Linked DNA regions of Mus musculus: region 2 is linked to region 1. Evidence: chromatin contacts called from public promoter capture Hi-C data. All regions are on one chromosome and are shown on one strand. The core of a region is the stretch at or near the end of the contact, and the rest is flanking DNA. Distances in the headings are between cores, read along the strand shown.

Evidence for each region. Capture Hi-C pulls out chosen DNA fragments and counts their contacts.
Region 2: a contact with region 1 is called in a promoter capture Hi-C map of adipose tissue. The contact joins two enhancer-like sites. A contact is called at or near these places in 1 of 484 Hi-C or Micro-C datasets (uterus), 2 of 115 datasets of contacts at active chromatin or transcription factors (extraembryonic endoderm stem cells and pancreatic cancer cells) and 3 of 9 other capture datasets (adipose tissue, embryonic stem cells and liver).

The regions. Positions count from the first base shown.
Region 1 is chr1:189,753,931-189,760,912 of GRCm38.p6, reverse strand. All of the region lies in intron 1 of Ptpn14 (protein tyrosine phosphatase, non-receptor type 14), which reads right to left. Among named protein-coding and RNA genes, the nearest start is that of Gm51739, 21 kb to the left of the region's middle. Within about 2 kb of position 4,017, at least 77 of the 459 cell types and tissues checked have an H3K27ac peak or open chromatin away from gene starts, as enhancers often do. A contact at or near this core is called in adipose tissue and uterus, where this site is marked.
Region 2 is chr1:189,876,449-189,883,430 of GRCm38.p6, reverse strand. Smyd2 (SET and MYND domain containing 2) reads left to right here. Exons shown (of 12, transcript NM_026796.2): 11 at 1,214-1,322; 12 at 2,565-2,939. The coding sequence ends at 2,645. Ptpn14 (protein tyrosine phosphatase, non-receptor type 14) reads right to left here. Exons shown (of 19, transcript NM_008976.2): 19 at 6,736-6,982. Among named protein-coding and RNA genes, the nearest start is that of Gm26574, 42 kb to the right of the region's middle. Within about 2 kb of position 3,065, at least 40 of the 459 cell types and tissues checked have an H3K27ac peak or open chromatin away from gene starts, as enhancers often do. A contact at or near this core is called in adipose tissue and uterus, where this site is marked.

The DNA.
Region 1 (6,982 bases), core at 2,768-5,267:
CAGCTTCATGTTGGGTTAGCAACCATTGAATTCAGGCTTGTTGGATGAGCTCTAACAACTCTGAGACCCAATCTTGTGGAGTGATGCCCTTCTTGCACATGGCTAAGAGTGGTAAATCCATTTCACAGCCCTTAAAACTCAGGCTGAGAGTTCCTAAATCGTTAAGTGCAGAGGCAGGCAGCTCCCTGGGCTTATCGGCCAGCCAGCCTTGCTCAAACCCGGAGCCTCAGATACCAGCAAAAGATTTGTCTCAAAAGCAAGGTGGACGGACAGACGGACGGACGGACAGTCGACACCTGAGATTGTCTTCTGGCCTCCATGTGCACTGCACATGCCACATACACAAGGTAGACAGAACTTTTAAAAACCAGTCTGTGTGTGCGCTCAAGTGAGTGTGCATGTCCTTGTCTGTATGCGCACATGTGATGGTGCCTACAGAGGACAGAGGCAGTGTGGGAACATCTGGAACAGGGGTTGCCATGGATGTGAGCTGAGAGCCATACCCCAGTCCTCCACAGAAACAGAGAAAGCTCTCAACCTTGAGCCATCTCTCCAACCTCCAGGCAATAATAGGAAATTTTATGTGACATGTTTCCTTAACTTTAACTTTTTAAAAACTTCTGCAAAAAGAACTGGGCAGTGGTGGCGCACGCTTTTAATCCCAGCACTTGGGAGGCAGAGGCAGACGGATTTCTGAGTTCGAGGCCAGCCTGATCTAGAGTGAGTTCCAGGACAGCCAGGGCTACACAGAGAAACCCTGTCTCAGAAAAACAAAACAAAACAAAACAAAACAAAACAAAACAAAAAATCTGCAAAAAGATAATATTAAAAGAAAGGAAAGGAGAGAAAACAAAAAACAAAAAAAAACCAGCCCCACCAGAAGGCCTAGTAAACACCAAAACTAAAGCAATTTACCCTTTGACAGGTATCTGACCTAGGTACTTCACCAAACCAAAACTAATCTGGAAGTGGAAGCAGCAAAGCCTGAAGTGACTAAAAGGCCGTTGAGAGAGGCTGGTTCAAATGCTGCCCTGAGCCTAGCCGGGAGCACAGGCACACTTAGCGCCGCCTCCCATCCAGGCTCTACACAGACAGCTGCAAACCCAACTGAATTAAAAACCCACTCAAGAGCACTGGTTCACTTGGTCCAGCTTCACCTAAAAATCTGAAGGTCTGGGGCAAGAGAGCACTTGCCCCTCTCAGAGACCTGGGTTCAATTCCCAGCACCTCCCTTGAGGCTCAAACTGTTTATAACTCCAGGTTCAGGGTGTCTGTCAACCCCTTCTGGCTTCCATGGGCACCGGGCACACACACGGTGCACAGACATACACGTAGGGAAACTCTTATATAAACTTATATAAAAGTAAATCTTTCACAAATTTTTGAAAGGGATCCTACCGCTTAAACATCAAATTACTTCACCAAAAAGTACTGATTCCTCTCAGTTCTTAAAAAGCCAAACCTAACATCGCTGGCCTTACTTTCTGCCTAGCAACAGTTGACCAGGGTCTAAGTGACATCCATATACAGAGCCAGCACTCTCTCTCCTTTGAATGCCATCTTCTGCGGGTTCACCCTGAACTCTACCTGTGCCACCTGACTTCTGGATCAGAATCCCACATCCACCACAACAGCCTCGGCCAACTAACCCCTACCTCCGTTTCCCCGCCGGTGAGCCAGGGCTGACAGTAACAGCACTTACTTCACAAGGTTGTTGTAACGCATGCCAAGGATTTACAGCCGGTAAGAGCATGACTGGATATGCTCACTCATTGTTGCCAGCGCCATCTTCACGATCATCTAATCTTGGAAGCGTCCCCTCCTTGAGCCATCTCCCCATTATCCCTTGTGTGCCTTCTCTTTCTTTAGCTTCAGGTGATTCTGAGAGGGAACCTGAGGGCCCGTGGCTTATTTCTAGCCATCTCCATGCTCCCAGAAAGCAGTCAGTCTCCAGATCCGGCGGGCAGAATTAGCCTGAGGGTGTCCGAGTCCAGGCATAGCACCCCTTATTTAAGGGCATTAAGGAGGGGGGCTGAAAGCCTTCAACCTCTCTGTACAGTGTGCTTGGTGGTCATAATTTTAAGGTACTTTGTAAAGGAGCCCTGTAGGTCATGAGAACTTCCCTGGGCCGTTCTCCCACTGATGGATCGTTCTCCCACTGATGGATCGTTCTCCCACTGATGGATCGTTCTCCCACTGATGGATCGTTCTCCCACTGATGGATCGTTCTCCCACTGATGGATCGTTCTTCCACTGATGGATCGTTCTCCCACTGATGGATCGTCTGAGGAAGACTCCTGAACTACCAAATGGGCTTAGAATTCTCCTCCAAGGTATAACCCTTTGATGGGTGTTTGGTAAAATGATTTGAAGGCTGGCCTTCAAATACGTTGCACCAAGCACCCTACTAACTACCAATACCTGCTCTAAATCCTTTGCATGTGTTACAATAATCCTATAAAATAAGTGCTGCTGCTCCCAGCCCCGGCTTACCAACAGGGAAACTGAGGTAGAGAGGGTAAGGTCAGGACAGTTCATTGTGGTGGATGTGGGATTCTGATGCAGAAGTTGGGTGGCACAGGGAGAGAGTTCAGCTGGCTGCTCAGATGTTTGTGGGACCCGTACAGTATACTAACAGAGTCTGATTACACAAATTTGGAGTCCCCTCAAAAGAACTTTACATTTAATTTTAGTGGGGGAACTAGTGTTTTTGAGCTAAGGGCGTCGTGTAGCATAGGCTGGCCTTGAACTCTTGCCTCCATCTCCCAAGTGCTAAGATTACAGCTCTGAGCACGTTCTCGGTCGTCACGATATTGGGGGTGGAAACCTCAGCCTCACAAAAGCTGGCCAGGCACCCTAATAACTGAGCTGCACCCTAACCCGTGGAGCCATGACGATAATGCCTTGGGGGTGGAGGGCAGACTCTGTCCCCAAACAAATCTGAAAATGAGACTATATGCATCAAGTCCTCTCTCCCCAGGTCAAGCCTTCACCCCACAATTCAGTTCTACAACGCCACATAACTGAGGGCTCCGAGGACCTTGCCATAAATGCCTCCCTCAGAATCAGAACAAAACTGATTAGAACCCTGAATGAGACACAGGATCTGAGAGCTCTCAGCCTGGCCTCGCCCAAATCAGGTACTAGAAGTATATACGCAGGCAGTTTGCTAAGACACCTGGACCCCAAGCCTGTCTGGACCCCAGTCTCTCCAGTTAACAAGCGACCTGCCCTCGTTTACAGCGGTGACTAAGGACGGAGCAATTTCTCACCCTAACATCCCAGGCTGGTGCACCTCAAGGACCCCTGGCTAGTCGAGCACCTCCCATGGGAACACACCTCTTCCAGGGGTTAGATGACATCTGGGGAACAACCCACATAGTCAACGAGATTCCAAAACTGTTCAGTACATCAGTAATCCCGTAAAAGGGCTTTCCTCCTCCTCTCCGGAGACACGCTGCCATCTCTCTGTGACTGGCAGTTACCTCTGACAAAAGGCAACTTTTCCTGGCTGAACTAAGAAGGGACTGAAACTTTGGGGCCTCAACCAAAGCTCTGCGTGCAGTTAGTTAATAAGGTTCTCCTGAGCCCTTTCCAAAGCATACGGCAGAAAGCACACTGGACCCCCCCAACCAAGAGCTAGATTTGCACCCGACACCCTCATCCCCAGGTTCTCATGGGAAACTCCCTGTACCGCGCTGTGCACAGAGGACAAGGCCCATGACACAGCAGTAAATCATTCTCGGCCCCCTAATTTCTTCACCCTCCTTTTACAGCTAAAGGACCGGGCTGGAAAGGGCTCCCTGTACTGGTTTTTTTTTTTTTTTTTTTTTTGGCTTTTGCCTCTAAGGCCTACAGTTTGAAAGGTCCTTTGCAAGGGAGGCAGTGACCAGCAAAATATACTGCTGCCTCCCCTAGAACATGGGTAAAAGAGAGCAGTCCCAGAGAGTGTTCATCAGGCGATGACGGCTGCCAGGGCGCTGCATTCCTGTGACAGATGGTTGGGTAAGATACGGACTTTCCTGCCGAAATCATTCTTGCCTGATTAGCAGCGGAGCAAAACAAAAACAGAACACGGTTTGCTAAACTGCGTGTGAAGTCGCCTATTCCTGAACGCTTACCCAAGCAACACACCTTACCACCGGGGCTGTAAATATTTACTTTCCTTGGGAACAGATTCAAGGGAAATAGAACAGGGTCTGGTGTTTGAAAACACTGGATTAACTCCGATACAAAGAAATAAAACACACGCACACACAAAGAGAAGCTCTGGAAGACAGGATGCATTGGGTGTCTCTCCTAGGAAAATCCTCCTATTTCCAGAATCGCACATGCTCCGTGGGTTGCCCTCATATCCCAGCTGGAAGAGAATTCCCATCTTACCCCACTCCACCCACGGGGCACCAGTCATATTAGTTTCCTCCTGACTTCTCGAGCACACCCTGGGCTGGAAGGCTTGCCTTCTGCATGTGCTCCCAGCCCTTGCGCCCTCCCCTTCATGGAGACTTCTTTGTCAAGTTCTCTCAGATCCTCATCCTTTTGATATGAGGGCCCAAGTTCAATTCCCGGGTCCCATCAGAGCATGGCAGCAAGCATTTGTAATACCAGCAGTGGGCAGGAGCTGGGCAAAGACAAATGGATTCCTGGAGCGTGTATGTTGATCGGCCAGAGATTCCTAATTGACAAATGTCAGGGTCAGTGAGAGACCTGGTCTCAAAAACTAAGGCTGAGAACAGAGAGCTCTGGCCTCCCAGTGCAAGGGAGTAAGCTAGAGCTGTCCCTCTCCCTGGCTTCTTCCTCTTCGCCACCCCCATCTCCCTCACTCCACTCTCTATAACTGAAAACACAACTAGGAAATTTCGGGGCTGGGATTTGCCTCAGTGGTAGAAGAATTAACTGGCAGGCATGAGGACCTGCATGCAAGCCCTAGCACCAAACCATGGAAATTATTATCTGGGGGTTCGGGTGTGGGTGTGGCATAGAAAACCCACTCTTCTAAAACAAGCATGGTTTGGGGCAGCTGGGAGAGAGTCAGGAAAGAGATCAGCCTTGTCAGTTGCTGCTTCGTGTTCTGAAAATACAGCCCAGGTTTGGATAAACACAGCCCAGGCTGGCCTTGAACTCAATATATGGGATATGCTAGTCTTGAACTCAGCAATCCTCCCACCCAGGTCCTAAGTGCTGGGATTAAAGGCCCACACTACCATCCCCACTTCTGTTATTTAAAAACATCTTTTTTGGTTTTAAGTAAAGTTCCCTTCAGCTGAACTGAAACTAGAAAGGTAAACTAGAGAAATGACCACACAAATATTCCCTTCGAGTAGCACGGAGGTTAAGATGATGCTCTCAGGAAAAAGGCCTTGGTCTGCCTTAATTCTGTTTCATACTTTAGGTATGATGGTTTTAGTCTATGGCTTCAGAAATTTTATTAAGTGCTTTTAAGTTAAAACAAAACAAAAGATGAGGCCTGCATCAGATACAACCACATCTCCACACCCTCCCACCCCAAGGTTCTGAGTCTGCAGCCACCTGGACAGACCCTTTTCATCCCACAGTCCGGCTCTGTGCCTACAGTGCACTGAGCCTCCAGGACAGCTGGAAAGATCTCCTGCAGTTACAGATGCATTCCAGAGAGAGTTTGGAAGGAGAGACGCACAAGCCAGGGCCGCCGCCTCGCGCCTCCTGCCCGGGCATGCTCATTTGGATAACCAAGCTGCTCCTCGCCCATGCAGCTCATCCTGCATAAAGGTCTGCTGGGTGGCAGAGGCCACAGCTTGTACAAACCCTTGGAGTCTAATATTAAATGAAAGATTCTTCAACTCTATCCAGATGACAAATGTCCACAGGGGCCTGCACTCTCCTACTCTAGGAAAGCTGTCGTTTGAAATTCAAAATAAGGGGCTGGAGGGATGGCTCAGTAGAGGGAAAGTACTTGCTGAGCAAGCAAGAGGACCTGAATGTGGATGTCCAGCACCACAGGTAAAGTCAGCCACAGCAGTGCACGTCTCTAACCCCGTGCTACGGGTGGCGGGGAGACCGGAGGCTCTCAGGGCTCGCTCACCACCAGCATTGCTAAAACAACAAATTCTAGATTCGGAGGGAGACCCTGCCCAAATAAATAAATAAATAAATAAATAAATAATAAATAATAAATAATAAATAATAAATAAAAGACACCTGGCATTGACTTCTGACACACAGACACATACAGTCACATATAAACACAGACACAAATACAGACACTCACATACATAAACATACACACACAGACACACACATAAACACACAGATACACAGACATAAACATATACACACACATAAACACACACGAACACACAGAGGTACACATATAAACACACACACATAAAGACACAGACCCACATACAGATATAAACATATTCAGACACACACACACACCATACAGATAAAAGTAACTTTAAAAGCTAAGGCACCAGTTATGAATGCAAGCCCTGTGAGAGCGACAGCTCAGTGGATGAGCAACTGTGCACAGCACAAAGCCTTGAGCTCCATCACCAACACTTGAATGAAAAGAGATAGCAGGGCAACTGAAGCCGAGTGTGCCCGTCCCCTGTGGCACAGCAGTGAGAGGCTGAAGGTAGCCAGAGCTGAAGGGATGCAGCACCACAGACAGGGACCACCGTGGCCTGTGAGGACACCACACACTGGCTACTCCTTCTACAGGCACCGTCTCTCTTGTTGTTGACTCTACAAACTGCATCTAAAACAATAAAAATACAATAGCAGTGAACTATGCTGAGGTTTTCAGATGCCTGCCTTTCAAAACAGACTACGGTAATTCACGAAATCGGTCCAGCTTAACAGGAAATGCCAAATAGACAGTAAGGGCAGAAAGAAGTCCTGAGTCTGCATATGGAGGACAGAAGAGGAGCGCCTAGGACAGGGTTGAAAAGGAGCTAAAGTGGGGAGGGGGAACAAAAGGGTAAAGGGTGAGAAAGACATT
Region 2 (6,982 bases), core at 1,816-4,315, 120 kb before region 1:
AGAAATAATGACTGAGCCAGAGAAATGGTCCATCCTAGCGGGTCACCAGACGTTAATGTGGGAGGTAGGAATGCACAGCACTGTCATTGTGTGTGGCCAGCCACTCCGAGGCTGAGACCCCTCACTGCAGAGCTCCCCAAGGCCTGCACACTAGGGGGATGAGCTATGGAGCAGTGTGAGCATTAGGCTGGAAGTCCCCTCCCCCAGAACATGTCTGGTGATCATGGTGAGTCCAAGAGGACTGGAAACTTGCAGTGAGGTCGGCCCCCACATCCCCTGATCTCTGCCATCTGTTTACCCACTGTGCTCTGGAGAGCCAGCAGGGGGAGCCAAAGAGGACGCCAGGTGTTCAAACTTGCTCCTGGAATGAACCAAGTTGGAGACCTCTGACCTTTCCCCTGCCTCAAACCTTCCTCTCAGAGAGGGACCCAGGCAGACAGCATCCCAGGCCTCAGATTTGTGGGGACGGTGGTCGGCGCTACACGACCCAAGGCTTCCTGTAGGCAGCACGCCTCCTCCTGCCTGGGAATTCTGTCTTCAGTCTTTGGGACAGAGTGTCAACATAGACAGAATAGAGCACACTGGCCTGGAGGATGCACATTTTCCACATTTGCACACTCACTCACCCACAACAGCTGTATCCTGGGCTCTGGGCTCTGTTCCCAGGAAAATGGGTCGCTCTTGAGCAGACTCCATCAGGCAGACCTCAGTTTAAACCAGAGAGAAAACCTGAACTGGACGCACAGTTCTGCTAGGCAGCAGAGCAGAGTGAGAGCGAGAGCAAGACAGACAGACAGTTAGACCAAGAAATCAGAGGGCTCAGGGTTTAGCAGACAGTTGGGTTCCTCAGATATATGTGAGTGTGCACATGCGTGTGACGTGTGTGTCCTGTCTGCCTAGTGGGAGGGAGGAGGCCTTTTTGCCGTCTGTGTGGAAGCAACATTTGCTCTGACATTTCCCTGGCGCCTTGGTCTGAGGACAGCTGAAACAGACGAGTCTGGGTTAGGGCTGAAGTTGTGTTGATGCGTGCTTCACGGTAAGATTTCCCCATCAGTTTTGATGCAGCCTCATCCAAAAGGAAACGGTGGCGGGGCATTCACAGTGCCTCTGATAGTGCACACTAGCCCACCTCACACTCTACCCGGCACCGGGTGGGCTTTGGGGAGAGCCCGGCAGACTCTGACTTGGTGACCTGCCATCTCTCCCTTCCCAGTAAGCACTACCCCGTGTACTCCCTCAACGTGGCTTCCATGTGGCTGAAGCTGGGAAGACTGTACATGGGTCTGGAAAACAAAGCGGCCGGCGAGAAGGCCCTGAAGAAGGTACGTTTGGGGCTTAAGGCCGGGCGTCCAAGCAGTTAGTCAGGTCTGCTTCTCAAGTGCCCTTGTGCCCTGGGAGGCCAGTGGCTGCAGAAGCTGAGGGTGACTCGCTGTGGACTACCCTCTGGTCATGTCATCCTGGGGTGCCTTACACTTGGTCTAGCCCAGGCCCTCTGGATAGGAGCGCACGAAGCAAGAGGGCTGAGCTAGGATTGCTGTGAGAAGAGTTCTACTCTAGGACCGAGAGGCCAATACCTAGTCTAAAGTCAAAGGGTTGGATCTGGAGGGCCACTCAGTGTGATTGCGTGGCCTGGGGAAATTCTAAAATGAACTTAACCACCATCCCCATTCATCAAAGCCAGTCATATTTACAGTATTGAGATAGCCTTTCCGGATGGGGACGGCTCCAGAGAGTTACCTGAGGAGTCTAGGGTGCGTGGTGGTCCTTCATATAGGACCTTTGACGCTGGAAGCTTTAATCTCATCAGCCATGCTGGGACCGAAACGCCTGTGCAGAAAGTGCAGGGACTCCCACGAGTTTACCATCTAGTGCGTGTGCCTGTGCTTGCTCGCATACAGGTGTGCTTATAAATATGGGGGCAAGAAGACGACCTCAGGTATAGTTCCTCAGGACGGTCCCCATGGTCGTCAGGCTCTCACTGACCTGCAGGTCACAGACTAGGTCAGGCCAGTCTGCATTGAGCTCCAAGGATTCCCCAGCCTGTTGTCTGTGGAGAACCCCTCATGGAGACGGACTCCCCCTCCTGAGATATGGAATCTCCTTGTGTTTTACATGGACGTTAACAGCACAGTGTGACTTCAGAGTTGATCTGTTGCTTCACTTTGTACAAATAAATAAATACTGCAGCCACAGACTAGCCCAGTCCCCACATCTCCCAAAGTGTCTGTGGAGATTGAAGGCCCAGGGTCCCTTCTGTTGATGTCACATCTGTTTTCTCAGTGACACTAGGGAAGAGCACCTGGTTAGGTCACCATTGGAAAGCACCATGGCGTCCAAAACGCCTAGAACAGTGGGTTCAGAGCGTGTGGGGATGACGTGAGCCCTTCTTTGTCTCCTACGAGTGTCTTTGCAGGGTGAGGAGGAGCCTGTGAGAGGTGGTTTGCCTGCCAGGCTCTGAAGCACTGACGGGCAGCATGCACCCCTGCTGGGCTGGGACTGTGGGACAGGCAGCAGCGATGTCAGATGTCGCGCTCATCCGCCCCATGTCCTTTGCTCTGCCCTAGGCCATTGCCATCATGGAGGTAGCTCACGGCAAGGACCATCCGTACATCTCTGAAATCAAGCAGGAGATTGAGAGCCACTGACTGCACCCCAGCTTTCCGTCTGCGACCTCACTCACAGGACTTGAGTATTTCCGACCTCACGGGTCACCCCAGCCCTCTGCAAAGCCTTGCCGTGCTATGTTTCAGGTTCACGTTCAGCTCTGACCTTGAGTTCATTTCCAGTGCTTGCCTTCTCTCCAAGGCCATGGCATGAGTTCACAGAATATATATTTTCGGCAGATTGAGCTTTAGAGATGCAACGACTTTTCCCTCTGTGCCTGTAGGAATGCTCAGTGGAGCTGACCGAGGAAGAAAATAAAAGAGCCAGTCATTGAAGCCTTGGTTTCTGAATGTCTGTGAGGATGCTGTGGGTGGGGGCGGGGGCTTCTCCATCGCTCCTCGAGCCCCGGTCTCTGCCCGGGAGCGGGTTAGTCATCTTCCATCTGCAGTTACTGTCACAGAACAGTGACTGGAGGAAGACAGCAGGCAGGAGGGAAGGTGCAGGGCGAGGTCGCTGGCCTGGGCGCACCTCCCTGGCACTGGACTTGGCCTCTCGCAGGCTTCCCCTTGGAACCTTCTGGAGACGCTTGGCTGAGCTTTGTCTTCCTGACACCTCCCCTCTCCTTCCGTGGATGATTCCCTGTGTGGCTCTCTCCTGGAAAGGCTCCAGGGTAAGCTTGAGGAGGGAAAAAAAAATTTCCTTACCAACCATGTGTTGTGAGCAAACACTGGTCTCTAACCCCCACGCCTGCAGGAACCAGCTCCTTCCAGGCTGGCAGGCTGGACAGCAGTGGCCTGGAGCTCTTCATCAGCAGTTCCTAAGCTGAGGAGCCGCTGCCCCCAGGGCAGGGATGGTTCTTGTAGGAAAGTCTCTGTACTCCAGAGAGAGTGACTTCCCCACAAGGTGACAAGTCATACTTAATGGAGGGTCCCTCTGCTTGTCTGTGATGTCACAGTAATGGAAGAACCCTCTGCATGTCTATGATGTCACCATAACCATAATGGAGGTCCCTCTGCTTGTCTGTGATGTCACCATAATGGAGGGTCCCCCTACTTAATCTGTGATGTCACTGTAATGGAGGGTCCCTCTGCTTGTCTGTGATGTCATCATAATGGAGGGTCCCTCTGCCTGTCTGTGATGTCACTGTAATGGAGAGTCCCCTTCCTGTCTCTGATATCACAGTAATGGAGGGTCCTCGCTTGACTATGATGTCACAGTAATGGAGGATCCCCTGCCTGCCTGTGTTGTCACTGTAATGGAGGGTCCCCTGCCTGTCTGTGATGTTACCATGACTGACTGACTGACTATAGACAAGTGTGCTTCCCCCTCTCCTATATATGGTCAGTTCTCAGCTTACTGCACACACTTGGGTTTAACTGGTAGAATTATTTTCTCCTGTAGGGCGCAGTCTTCCCATGAGCATCTCCTCTATGCAGAACACTTGTCCAGTGCACGACTCTAGACAGCCCTGATCTTCATGTTGAGGCAGTGTTTAAGCATGCTGATTTAGTGTCCATGCCACTGCTGAGCCTCACACAAGCTTGGGCTGCCATTTTTATAACTCACAAAGATTTCAGTTTCTCAGTAAATTAGAAGAGTGTGCCCCACCCTGGCAGGGAAGCCATTGTAAAGGGAACTTTGTAAGATCTGTCTGCCCACCCCATGTACAGTACACTCAGGCAAACAAGGCAGATCCTGACATGGTTTTGTGAGCTGCCTTTCTGGCTTGACAGGGGCCAGCTTTTCTGCACTTAGCAGTTGTTCCCGTTCTTTGCAGCGTTGAAGTGCAGCTGTCCTGATTCCCTCAGGACGAATATTCATGGTATGTGGTGTTACCTGGTTCTTTTCTGAGACAGGGCTCTCTGTGGAGGGAAAGGGAAGGTCTTGTGGTGTTTGCCTGGAACAAAAGCAGTATCTTACCATCTCCCTCTTCAAACTTAGCACTTTCATTTCATTCAGGGAAGTCCAAGGGTTTTGGAGCTGTGTTTCAGAAGCAAGAAACTCATTATGCACACAACTGCTCTCTCTCTCTCTCTCTCTCTCTCTCTCCCTCCCTCCCTCCCTCCCTCCCTCCCTCCCTCCCTCCCTCTCTCCCTCTCTCCCTCCCTCCCTCCCTATCATACACACCTTTCTAGGATCCTTCACTGGCCATTGCCGTTTTTTTGCCCATGTCTTCTGAAACTTCCAACCCTGAAGTATATGGGGTGTTGATCTCCATTGGTGAAAATATCTGCACCCCCGTTCTTTTCATTACAAATGGGGAGCGGCAGATTGCTTTCTATCTTTAAATGGAGAAAACAGCTTTTTCACCTCTGTCTGAGATCTACCCAGGATTGTTTCATGTATTTAGTTTCCTTTCTGTTGCTGTGATAAAACACCCAGACAAAAAGCAACTTGGTGGGGGAGGGGGGGGGGCTGGAGACGGATATCTGGATGCTCCGCTCTACAGAGTGACTCCCCGGTGCCTCATACATCTGTACATCATCTTAGACCCAAGCAAGTCTTTAAGACACTAAGAATTCTATTTGTGGGCTCGAGAGATGGCTCAGCAGTTAAGAGCACTGACTGCTTTTCCAGAGGTCCTGAGTTCAATGCCCAGCAACCACATGGTGGCTCACAACCATCTGTAATGGAATCCGATGCCCTCTTCTGGTGTGTCTGAAGACAGTGACCGTGTACTAATAAAATAAACAAAGAAATCTTTTAAAGAAAAGCAACTTAGTGGAAAAGGGTTTACAGAGGGTGAAGTCCATTGTAGACTAGGGGAAGACTTGGTAGTAGGCAGGGAAGGCAGTGTCAGGAGCAAGTGACAGGCTGGTCACATCGAATGCACCCAGGACAGGAAGAACAGCACATGAGGCCCACCCAACCCCAGAGACATACTTCCTCCAGCAAGGCTTGACCTAAAGGTTCCCTTACCTCACAAACAGTGCCACCAGAGGCCAGAAGAGGACGTCAGTTGGATCCCCTGGAGCTGGCGTTACAGGCAGCTTACAGCCTGGTGTGGATGCTCAGAGCCGTCCTCTTGAAGAGCAGAGAGCACTCTTTAAGGAGCCTTCTCTCCAGTGCCCACACCCAGTAACTCCAAGGCCTTTAGGCTTGGTTCCTTTTTCCCTCACACCCAGGGAGCTGCCAGGGGCTTTTCTGGGTCCGCATCATAGCTAGTGACACAGGGAGGATCTGTGCACTCAGATATGATGTCACGAATGTGACAGGTTCACTAATTTGTCTAGATTTTTGCCTCGAAAGGGTTTTGTCACTCGAACATTCTCGAGTCCTAGATTTTGTGTTTTACAGCTAAAGAAAATACAATGTAAGCTCACAAACACACTCATTGGTTCCCGTGGGTACCTTTTCCTCACAGCACGTGGTTCTGTGTGTGCACTTTTGCTTTGAGCTTCTTTATAATTTTTTTTCTTTTTAAGCTGGAAAAGTGGTTCTGCGGTTAAGGGTGAGTGCTGCTCTTTCACAGGGCTTGGGTTTGGTTCCAGCATCCCTCTTCACAGGAGCTTGTTGGTTACCTGCCTGGCAGAAGGGACCCAGAAGGGAGGCTTCCTGCAGGTTCTCTCTGATGTGTGAAAAGGACCCATCCTGGCATTTGCTTCTTGTGTGTTCCCTCCCCAATGAAGACATGAGGAACTGCAAACAAAATCTGCATCAAGACCAGGTCGTGCAAGGATTAAAAACAAGACAAAACAAAAAAGGCCAGGTGAAAATAACATCAGGAGAAAATAAAGACAAGTTTTTCCTAGAGGTCTTTGCCTATAAAACCCATCTTAAAGTAAGAGACGATAAGGCTGGGAAGATGGCCCTGTCAGTAATGTGTTGGCCCCGTGAGTGTGAAGCCCTGAGTTTGAACTCAAGAACTCGGCTTGGTGGCAACGTGTAAACCCAGTGGAAAAGATAAGATATCCCCAGGCTTGCTCGGATCAGAAGTCCCAAGCCAGTGAGAAACCCTGTTCAAAACAATGAGGGAGGGGAATGGTTCCTGAGGAACGATACCCATGGTTGACCTCTGGTCTCTACAGGCGTGTACACACATGTGAATGCACACCCACACAAGCGTGCACATACAGAATAGGAGAAGCCAGTGAATTCAACTAGTGCAGGTGTGTTACCAAAAGACAGGTATTTTCTCTCAAAACAAGGTTTATTGCATGTAGAAATCAATAGATATCTTTTACCAAAAACAAAAGGGGGTTAGAATAAAGATCTCACATTTGTAAAGGCACATAGGCGACATCTTACACAGCAATGACCAGGACAGAGACAACCAATATCTAAATAAGACTTTGTAGAAAGAGGGAACAGTGCAAAGGAATACTGTCAAAAGTCGGCACCCTACACCTCAGAGCTGTGTGAGAGGCTGGCGAGCGAA